Regions from separate parts of the Mus musculus genome. Here regions 1 and 3 are each linked to region 2. The links are chromatin contacts, called in public promoter capture Hi-C maps. All regions are on one chromosome and are shown on one strand. The core of a region is the stretch at or near the end of the contact, and the rest is flanking DNA. Distances in the headings are between cores, read along the strand shown.

Region 1 (3,121 bases), core at 207-2,706, 1.0 Mb before region 2:
GGCATAGTAGTTGGATACTTTAATCCCAGCACTCACGAGGTTGAGTCAGGAGGACTGCCTTGAATGTGAATCGTGTCTGGGCTACATAGTAAACTATCAGTCTGCCTGGGTTTCATAACAACTTCCTGTTTCAAAGGACAGCAATGAAATCACATAAGCACAGAGGAGTAGCCGTGTAGTTCAGTTGGTAGAGTGGTTGTCTATGCACAAGGTCTTAAACAAAACAAAACAAACCCCAGACATGATGGCACACACCTACGATCCCAGCACAAGGAAGATAGGCAGGAGGATTAGAAGTTCAGGGTCACCATAGGCTACACAGCAAGTTCGAGGCCAACTCAGAATATGTGAAACCCTGTCTTCTGAAAAAAAAAAAAAAAAGAGTTTAATGTTTTTGGTGTTAAATTAGTAGACAGTAAATTGCACAGCAAGGTGCACTTCAAACTGTATTTCAGTGGCAGAACTCACAGCACAAATGTTGTCTGCATGGCTGCTATGAGGCTACAACATGAATTACTGCAGAAAACAAAGGAAACAAAAAGAATCTCACTGACAGGACAGGCCCTCCAGAATGCAAGGGGTTAAGCAGATCTACCCACAGTGGAAAAAGGGAAGGGGGGCTCTTCATTTTCCTTCATTAAAGACTAATTTTAGGTCTTTCTAGTAAATTAACATGCTGTTTATACTTCGGATACTCCCGACCCTCAAGTCTTGGAAAACATAAAATTTCCAAGAATTAAAGTTTCCATTAATACAAACGCCAAAAGCAGGATGACCGGCGGGGGGGAAAAAAAGCACATTTGTTCCCCCACCCCCACCCCCGCTCCTTCTCAAAAGCTATAGAAAGACATTTACTGTATAATCTTTCTTGTGCGCAAGTGAGCAGTCTTATCATTCTTACGATCTAGACTGGAGGGAGAGGCCTGCGGCCAAGAGTCAAAACGGAGCCGCGACTGCGCCTGCCTGCCCCGAAGGCAGGTGTGGTGCTGGACTTTGCTTAGCCGTCCTGCTGGGTGTAAATTTTCTTTATTGGAAGAGACTGTTGATGGTGTTTTTGTTGTTAGTCTCTATCTTTGTTTCCCTTTTTGTTTCTTTTGTGTGACTTTAAGTGCCTGAAAACTGGTCTTAGTTGGTGAAATCGGTTTTTTTTCCGAAAGGATTTCAGCCCTCCCACCCCTCTATATTCTAACACGAATAGATTTACAAGTTCAGGGCAGGGACCCCACCCTCACCCCACGCTCACCCCACAATCACCCCACCCAAAACACCTACACTCTCTCTATCTGGTTTTATTTCATCTGAAGTAACCCAGTGATACCCCCCCCCCGCAAGTTACACTTTAAAAAATAATAAATTAAAATCTCTTTGCGTCAGTGAACTTGGGCTCAGAAAGTTCTCTGAGCAGCGAGCCTTTTAAAGATGTGTGTGCCGGTCTGGCAGCAGAATCCGGGCTACTGGGAACCGAGCTGGCTCGGCTGGTGCCTCCTCCCCCGGTGGTCCCTCCCTTCTGGCCGGCTCCCTGCCTCCCCGGCTCCCCCGACTGGCCTCCGCCTCCACTTTCCCCGGCTCGCTCGGAGGTCTGGCCCCAGCTAGGCGGCTGAGGAGCTGGCGGAGCATGGCCACTAGCACCTCTATCCCCAGCTCCTACCCCGCCCTCCCCGTGGCCCGGCAGCAGGAGGGGGGAAGCCAAACCCAACCCTCATCTTCCAGCCCTCCTCCCCGCGTGCACTATGGATCGCACCTTCTAGAGTCTTAACTCAGTTCTGGAGGACCAACATCCCCCGGATCTGCACTTCGGGAGGTCTCTGCTCCCGGGATGCGAGAGCCTGGGACCAGCCCGCCCTGTGCGGAGCTCAAGCCGCAGCCGGGAGCGCAAACCCGAGTCTGTAAGTTGCATCGCGCCTCCCGGGGAGAGGAGGGGAAGCCGGCTATAGCGCAGCCCAAAGCCAAACAGTCAAGGTGTACCCAGATTGGCTCGAGCTGTGCAAATCCACTGCAGACCTCAGCAGTGTCTCTAATCCCCGCGTCGCAAATTACTTTCCAGCATATAGTATGATATAGGTTCAGAGGGAGGGGCGGGGAGTCTGGCTGCCTTTTAAAACGCATCTCGTAAATCCTTCCAATTTAATATCAATCATTTTCAAGTTCGAAAACGCAATGTTTGGTATCTTTTAATTACAGTTAATATTTTCTTAATGAACAGGAAGCAGTTTTCTTCGCTGCTACTAAAAGAATCCCTCCATCTTTCCTTTTAACCTTGCTACTTTATCTAAATAGTTTAGCAAGTAGATAGTGAACCCACTTGGCCTTTAATTTTCGTCCTCAGGCTTGCCTGACTAATCCCGAGACACAAAAGAATATACAGAAAATGCTTAAAGATTTGCTTATAGCGGTTATTTCCAAGAGTGAGCAGGGAGGAGAGAGAGAGAGGGGGGGGGGGATTCCTCCGGTTCTGATCAAAAGTTTTCTCTGGGATCCCAGACCTCAGACACAAAGTGGGTTCTCTTTTGTATTGATCACATCTTTAATTTAATATGTGTGTAAAACAGCATCCCTTTGTACAGATACCTGAGACGAGGAAATGAAGTTGACAGTTTTTAATAAGCGTTTCTCTAGTCTAGGAGGACGCGTGTGGAGGAAAGGAGCCACAGGTTCAGGCAGGTGCATAGGCGGGCTATGGTGAAAGGAAGATGTTGGCCAGGAAGAGCATCATCCCGGAGGAGTATGTGCTGGCGCGCATCGCAGCGGAGAACCTGCGCAAACCGCGCATCCGCGACCGTCTCCCCAAAGCCCGCTTCATCGCCAAGAGCGGAGCCTGCAACCTGGCACACAAGAACATCCGAGAGCAAGGTCGCTTCCTGCAGGACATCTTCACCACCTTGGTAGACCTGAAGTGGCGTCACACGCTGGTCATCTTCACCATGTCCTTCCTCTGCAGCTGGCTGCTCTTCGCTATCATGTGGTGGCTGGTGGCCTTCGCCCACGGGGACATCTATGCTTACATGGAGAAAGGCACCATGGAGAAGAGTGGCCTGGAGTCCGCTGTCTGTGTGACCAATGTCAGGTAAGAATGAAATGGAGTTACCAGCAAAGTAGAAATAAAAAGCTCTTTCAGCTAGTC
Region 2 (2,949 bases), core at 261-2,760:
TTGGATATATCCTTTATCTCTTGGTTCACTTGATTCTATTTTTCCAAAAATTAAAGATAAGTAATAAAAAGACAGATGATAAAGTTTTCATTCAATATTTTAGGTTAAGGTATAACAGATTTTAAAAAGAACAAGCCAAGCTTTTATTTTATTTTTTTTTTATAAAAAGCTGAATTCTCTGTTTACATGGATTGGTTTCAGAATCTAGTCTTTAAAGGAGCACAGGTGGCTAAGATAGGTTAAGTTGAGTCACACAGATGCACATAGGCCCTGTGCTCTGAACCAGTGAGGAAGATGCAGCCAATCTGCATGGGCTGTAAAGAGGCCCAGAGAGGAACCCATGATCAGTTTCCCTTCTTGAACATCTCTGCACCAGCAAAGTGTTCTGACTCTGGGAGTCTTCTCTTCCAGGGGTCTTAAAAATAACCTGGGGTTTTTTTCATGAGAAGCAATGTGTCTTACACAGAATTCCAATCTCCCACCCCTAACTACAAATAATTTTAGTATCAAACTCACATATCATAAACACCACCTCTATTCAGTGTGATATATGCATATATTGTAACCTTTAAAATAATCCCAAAACTTCAACATCATCATCTTGACTTATAAAATCATTTAGTTCACAGATGTTAAGCAATCTAACAGAAACTACCCAACTAGTAAGTAACAAAGCCTAAATCTGAAAGCAGATCTGAGTTTACCTGTCATCTTTAATCAGAATCCTCTCCTATTTCACCCAGCTAACAAGGGAAGCCATTGGCTTTTACTGAAGTAGCATAGATAAGCTAAAGCCTTGCAGAAATTAGTGTCAAATTATCAACATCTGTCCTGGGAGAACAAGGCATATTGCTCACACAAATAAAAGCAGATGATTAGATAGATAGATTAGATGGATGGCTAGATAGATAGATAGATAGATAGATAGATAGATAGATAGATAGATACATAGATAGATAGATAGATAGATACATAGATACATAGATACATAGATACATAGATAGACACATAGATAGATACATAGATAGATACATAGATAGATACATAGATACATAGATACATAGATACATAGATACATAGATAGACAGATAGACAGATAAACAAGAAAAGCCAAATCCTACCTGGAGGTAGAAGTCAAAGCTGTCCAGTTCCTTTCAGAATGTTCGCAAGGGTCTGGATCACAGAGCACAGTCTGAAACAGGAAACTGAGGCAGCACCCCACAGAAGTTGTGAACAGTTCTGGCAAGTCAAGAGAGCTGGTGGGCACAGACAGGGCAGATTAGAGGAAAGAAAAGACCAAGGGTCTGATCTCACCCCTGAGCAGTCTTTCTCTTTCGTCTTTCCAGTTGGCCTCTTTTTTTCTGGCAGTCTGCAGGGAATTGGGCACCCTGGCAAGGGCACTGCCCTGCATCTCAGCTCCCAGGGCACAGAAAGAGCTGGAGCCTTTGAGCCATTTCTTTGCAATTTGCAGCAAGTTTAAGGCCACACGTGATAAAGCTTTGTTTATAGAGGAACAAGGAAAATAAAAAAAAAAAAAAAGAAAAGACCATTTGTGATTTTTACTTGCTGATCCCAGAAAACACCATTCCACAGGGGGTTGGGGGGGTGAGGAAACAGAAGCCAGGGCAGGGAAGGAAGTTAGTAACAAAGACCCCCTCCCCTTCTCCTTCCAATCAGTCTTCCAGCCAGCCAGTCCTAAGGGACATCAAGGGGCCAGGCTTGTTGTGTTGTATTTATTTGTTTGCTATTATTTTTTTAAAAAAATATCTTGGGCCAGTTCCCTGCTTTGTTTCCCTCACCATTGGGCTTCTAGAATCTGCAGGAATACTTTCAGGTCAGGATCAAAGCTCTGCAGGATCCTTCCAGGGGGAGTTCACTTTCAAAGCAAAAAAATCAATAGCTCCATCCACACACCCTATGAGCCTTGAAATTTGACAAAATAGCAATTGGATTTTTTGGCATTCAGTTACTTACACTACCTAAGCCTAAGGAAAGAGAAAGCTTTGCTCTGAGAAAAAATTCAAACCAAACCTCTTCCCAAGAGAATGATTTTAGAGGATTTGAGAAATACTGATTTTTTTTTCCCATTTTGATTCCACCAGTAAGTAAATTTGTCACCAGGATTCTCCAAGGTTCAACTTAGTCTTCCAGGGCTGTGACTCTGAGCAGGGCACCTAATCTCAAAATGTTCTGCTATTGAGCTATGTATTTGTTATTCAGAATGAGATTTCCATGGAATATCCAAAGATTAAATGATGTCATATCTACTCCGAACAAAAATCCAAAATGAGCAGACAGTGGCGCCTTTATCACAGATGTAACTTCAGCTGCCACAATGGTTACGATGAGTAGCCAGTTGTTTTCAATTTTACTTTTGCTTTTATGTATATGTGTTTCTATAAGTTTATTTGCACCACATGCATATATAACTGCCTAGTCCAGAAATGGTGTTGGATCCCCAGAAACTGGAGTCCTAAGTGGTTGTGAGCTGCTCTACGGGTACTGAACTACAACCTTCTATGGGAGCAGCCACTGCTCTTAACCACTGAGCCATCTCCATAGCCCTATTAGCCAACATTTTCATGAGTACATTTTACTGCAAAAGATAAAAGAAGAAGGAAAGAAACTTGGGCTTATCTTAAACCTTACAAAAAAGCAATGGGCTAGGAGTGGTGCTGCACTTAACCCCACCACTGAAGAGGAAACAGTAGATTTAGCTCCGTGAGTTCAAAGCCAGCCCAAGACTGTCTTAACAAAACAAAACAGAACAAAACAGAACAAAACAAAACAAAACAAAACAAAACAAAACAAAACAAAACAAAACGGAAGCACTTGTATGTAGACTCTTGTAAGACCAAGAACATTATTTTAGCAGTCAAGCTGGGACTGCCTTGCCTTCAGAAGCAGGGATCAAACATCTTTGTGTTAAATTTTTCAATATGTCCACAA
Region 3 (3,147 bases), core at 455-2,954, 1.1 Mb before region 2:
GAGCCTTACAAAGACCACAGTTTGTTCTCACTGTTGCTGTGAATCCTAGGGCCTCAGAGGGCATTCTGTCTTCTAGCTCCTCACTATAGTCACCCCTCCTAAGGTCACGTGGAAGACAGACACGCTCCTTGGACTGTTCAGTCCCAAGCCATGGTGTTGCCATTCTTTGACATAGGTCCCCCTGGACGTGGCATTTAGTTCAAGGCTGCATAACTCAAATTGAAGTAATGGTTTGGCTCTTACTGCTAAACTCTGATCGTTGTAGATCAGACACTGCTGTCTCACCAAATTATCTCTCTGGCTTGGCATACTAGAATGGTCAGATTGATTGGAGAGATACCAAGTATCTGCTTTATATTGGCCTGTATGGACTCTGATGGTGGGCCAAATGTACCCCGCCCAGGACTTCTTCGTTCTTTGATACAAGTGATGAGTTATTTAAAAGTTTTGCAATTTTACTGGAAGATTTTACAGGAATGGGGGGATTCTTTTAGCAAGTAGGGCTCACTAGTGAGTGGGTCAGTAATTCCTTACAAAATGACCTATAGATGGCTTATGTCAGAACAGCTGTGGCCACAGGGAGGAAAGAAGCTAACTCAGCTGGGTATGGCACCAACTTTCAAACCAGTTGCTTGTCAGCTCTGTTTTGTCTATTATTTAAGGAAAGTGATTACAAAGTCAGGATATGTTTGTTACGTAGAAGAGATATGTTTCTTTTTCTTTTTAGTGTGTATGTGTGAAATCATACCCAGGATGTTCAAGTGCTTAAGGGTCTTCTTAACTTTTAAAACAAACTTTCTATGGCATATATTCATTGTACATGGTAGTGCAAGGGGTTGGAAGTATAGGGTGAGACGTGCTCACACAGGACATACGCTTGTTGAAGGTTATTGCTAGTTCTGCTAGTAAAGTAAGCCACACAGAATTGTGTTTGATCATGTTGAGCAACAGGGATGAGCCTAAGTTTCCCATGGACATCTGATGTCTCTCCATCACCACGACTATTAGGGTGAGAAATCTCCCAACCCTAGAGGATGGAGGATTTTCTCTGATGCCACTCAGAGTATTTACAGTGCCTTGTTCACCCTCAAAACCCAGCTTCACCCCTAAAGCTATACCAAGACAATCTTTTCTGTGCTCTGGGAAGCCTGGCTTGACCCTTCCCTCTCCCCACCCTCTGTCTCTATTCAGATCACCCAAAGTAAATCTCCTTCGCTTTCACAGGGTCACTGCAAACAGACCCTGTGCTGTGCCAGCCATCTGTGAGAAGATCCCTCTATCTTCTGCTCCTTGGCACCCTACTTTCTTTCTTTGGTTAAAAAAAAAAAGAGCCAAAGAAAAAGAATATATTTGAAGGGATATATTTACCTGTTGTAAATGTATGGTTTTCTGTCTCCATTGGTTCTCATCCAGCCCAGCTCAACATCATTTGGAAAAATGAAATAAATGCCTCAAACACAGGTAGAACATACTGTGATTTCTGTAGCCCGGATGGCATAGGCCAAGTCTCACAACATTGGATCCATCAATACTGTGGTGACTTTTAATGAAGAGTTGTCATCGCAATGGCTTCTTTTCATAGCTGTAGCATGAAAATGGAGCAAACACTTGCCCTCTTGGACTCTATCCAGAACTCAGCAGAGCAACTCTGGAGTCCACTCGCCTGTCACGCATCCCATCCATGTGTCACTCTGTTACAAACCATTCAGTAGTTAACAGTGACTGGCTTTTTCTAATTCTCCTGTTAGGTGACTAACATTGTGGTGTCTTTGTTTTCTGTAGGCATGAAACCAGATTCAAGCAACGCATGCTGGAGCTGACAGACACGAACAACATTGCCTACTTATTTCTCTCAGCAGCCAACAGATGGCTGGAGGTCAGGACGGTACGTTCATTATGTTCCTTGTGCGATTTCGTAATGGAAACCAAACAGACAGGAGGCTTCGCGTGGAGAGGCAGATGTTTGGTGGAACTAGCCTTCTACGGAGAGTCAGGACCAGGCCTCCATTGACTGGACTTTAAAATAGATCAGGTTTGGTTTTGTTCCAAATGAAATTTATTTTCATGTTGTAGCTAATCACACACACACACACAAAAATGCCCCCAAAGCAAAAATCACTCTGTGTTCTCTATACCCTCCGAACTACCTAAGTTCACAGGATAGTAAATATTTATACAATGCCATTTTTTTTTTGTAAGACAAGTGACCAGGTACACTGATGTCCTTCACTGATCCAGACAAGCTTGTAAGGGAAGGTGGATTTTTTTGTTTTAAGCCAATGGAGGGTTACGTTAGTACAAAACTGTCAGCCACTAAGTCATCTACTGCTGTCTTCTCTCCTGTGTGACACACAGGAATAAGCACAGACTCTGGCACAGTATGGACTTCATGTCCCAGATTAAGTTCTTGCTGTGCCAGATCCCTCTTCACTTATAAAGTAAGAATAAGAACATGTACCTCATGGACGTGTCCCTAAAATAACAATGAAGGCGCCGGAATTGCCCTAGTATGCAAGTCTAGCTTGATTTGTTGCTGTGATAAAATATGCTATCAAAACACAAGTGAGGGAAGAAAGGGGCTTATCTCAGCTTACAATTCCTGCTTAGCCTCCCTCATTGTGGGAAGTCAAGGAAGAAACTTTAAAGAACTAGTCCTATCATAACCACCGTCAAGGGCAGAGGGAGAGAGAGAGAGGGAGAGGGAGAGAGGGGGGGGGGGGCAATACAATCTCACGCACTTGCTTCCTCTACTCTTACACCCCCTGCCTAGGGGGTGGCACTGCCCACAGTGGTATAGGACTTTCTACATCAATTAACTTAATGGACACAGTTTCCCACAGACATGCCCAAGGACTACCCAGTGTAGATAACCCCTCACTGGAACTCTCTAGCCAGGCGACTGTAGGGTTTGTCAAGTTAATCTAAGTCCCTGCTGTAGATTATTTGTATCTCCAACCAGATGCAGATTTAAAAAAAAAAAACAAAACAAACCCATAACCAGAGAAGGTAGATGATATAAGAAGTTTAAAGGGGTCAAAATGAAGACTCCCAAGTTCAAGAGTGGTCATAAAATACATTGATACAGATTGATAGTCTTACACCGCCCATGTCTTTAGTTACTCTGACTTCTCATTGGTTGGCAAAAGT

The links. Promoter capture Hi-C pulls out the DNA fragments that hold promoters and counts their contacts.
Region 1: a promoter capture Hi-C map of hippocampal neurons shows a contact between it and region 2, with 3 times the contacts expected there. The contact joins the promoter of Kcnj8 here to the promoter of Slco1c1 in region 2. A contact is called at or near these places in 2 of 39 promoter capture datasets (cranial neural crest and hippocampal neurons).
Region 3: a promoter capture Hi-C map of hippocampal neurons shows a contact between it and region 2, with 5 times the contacts expected there. The contact joins the promoter of 5330439B14Rik here to the promoter of Slco1c1 in region 2. A contact is called at or near these places in 7 of 39 promoter capture datasets (the 3T3-L1 cell line, embryonic stem cells, hippocampal neurons and 3 more).

What each region holds. Positions count from the first base shown.
Region 1 is chr6:142,569,949-142,573,069 of GRCm38.p6, reverse strand. Kcnj8 (potassium inwardly-rectifying channel, subfamily J, member 8) reads left to right here and starts at 1,456. Exons shown (of 3, transcript NM_008428.5): 1 at 1,456-1,886; 2 at 2,617-3,064. The coding sequence starts at 2,691.
Region 2 is chr6:141,522,915-141,525,863 of GRCm38.p6, reverse strand. Slco1c1 (solute carrier organic anion transporter family, member 1c1) reads right to left here and starts at 1,510. Exons shown (of 15, transcript NM_021471.3): 1 at 1,122-1,510.
Region 3 is chr6:142,613,152-142,616,298 of GRCm38.p6, reverse strand. 5330439B14Rik (RIKEN cDNA 5330439B14 gene) reads right to left here and starts at 1,704. Exons shown (of 2, transcript NR_037679.1): 1 at 1,369-1,704. It overlaps Abcc9 (ATP-binding cassette, sub-family C (CFTR/MRP), member 9), which reads left to right. Exons shown (of 40, transcript NM_011511.2): 31 at 1,783-1,885.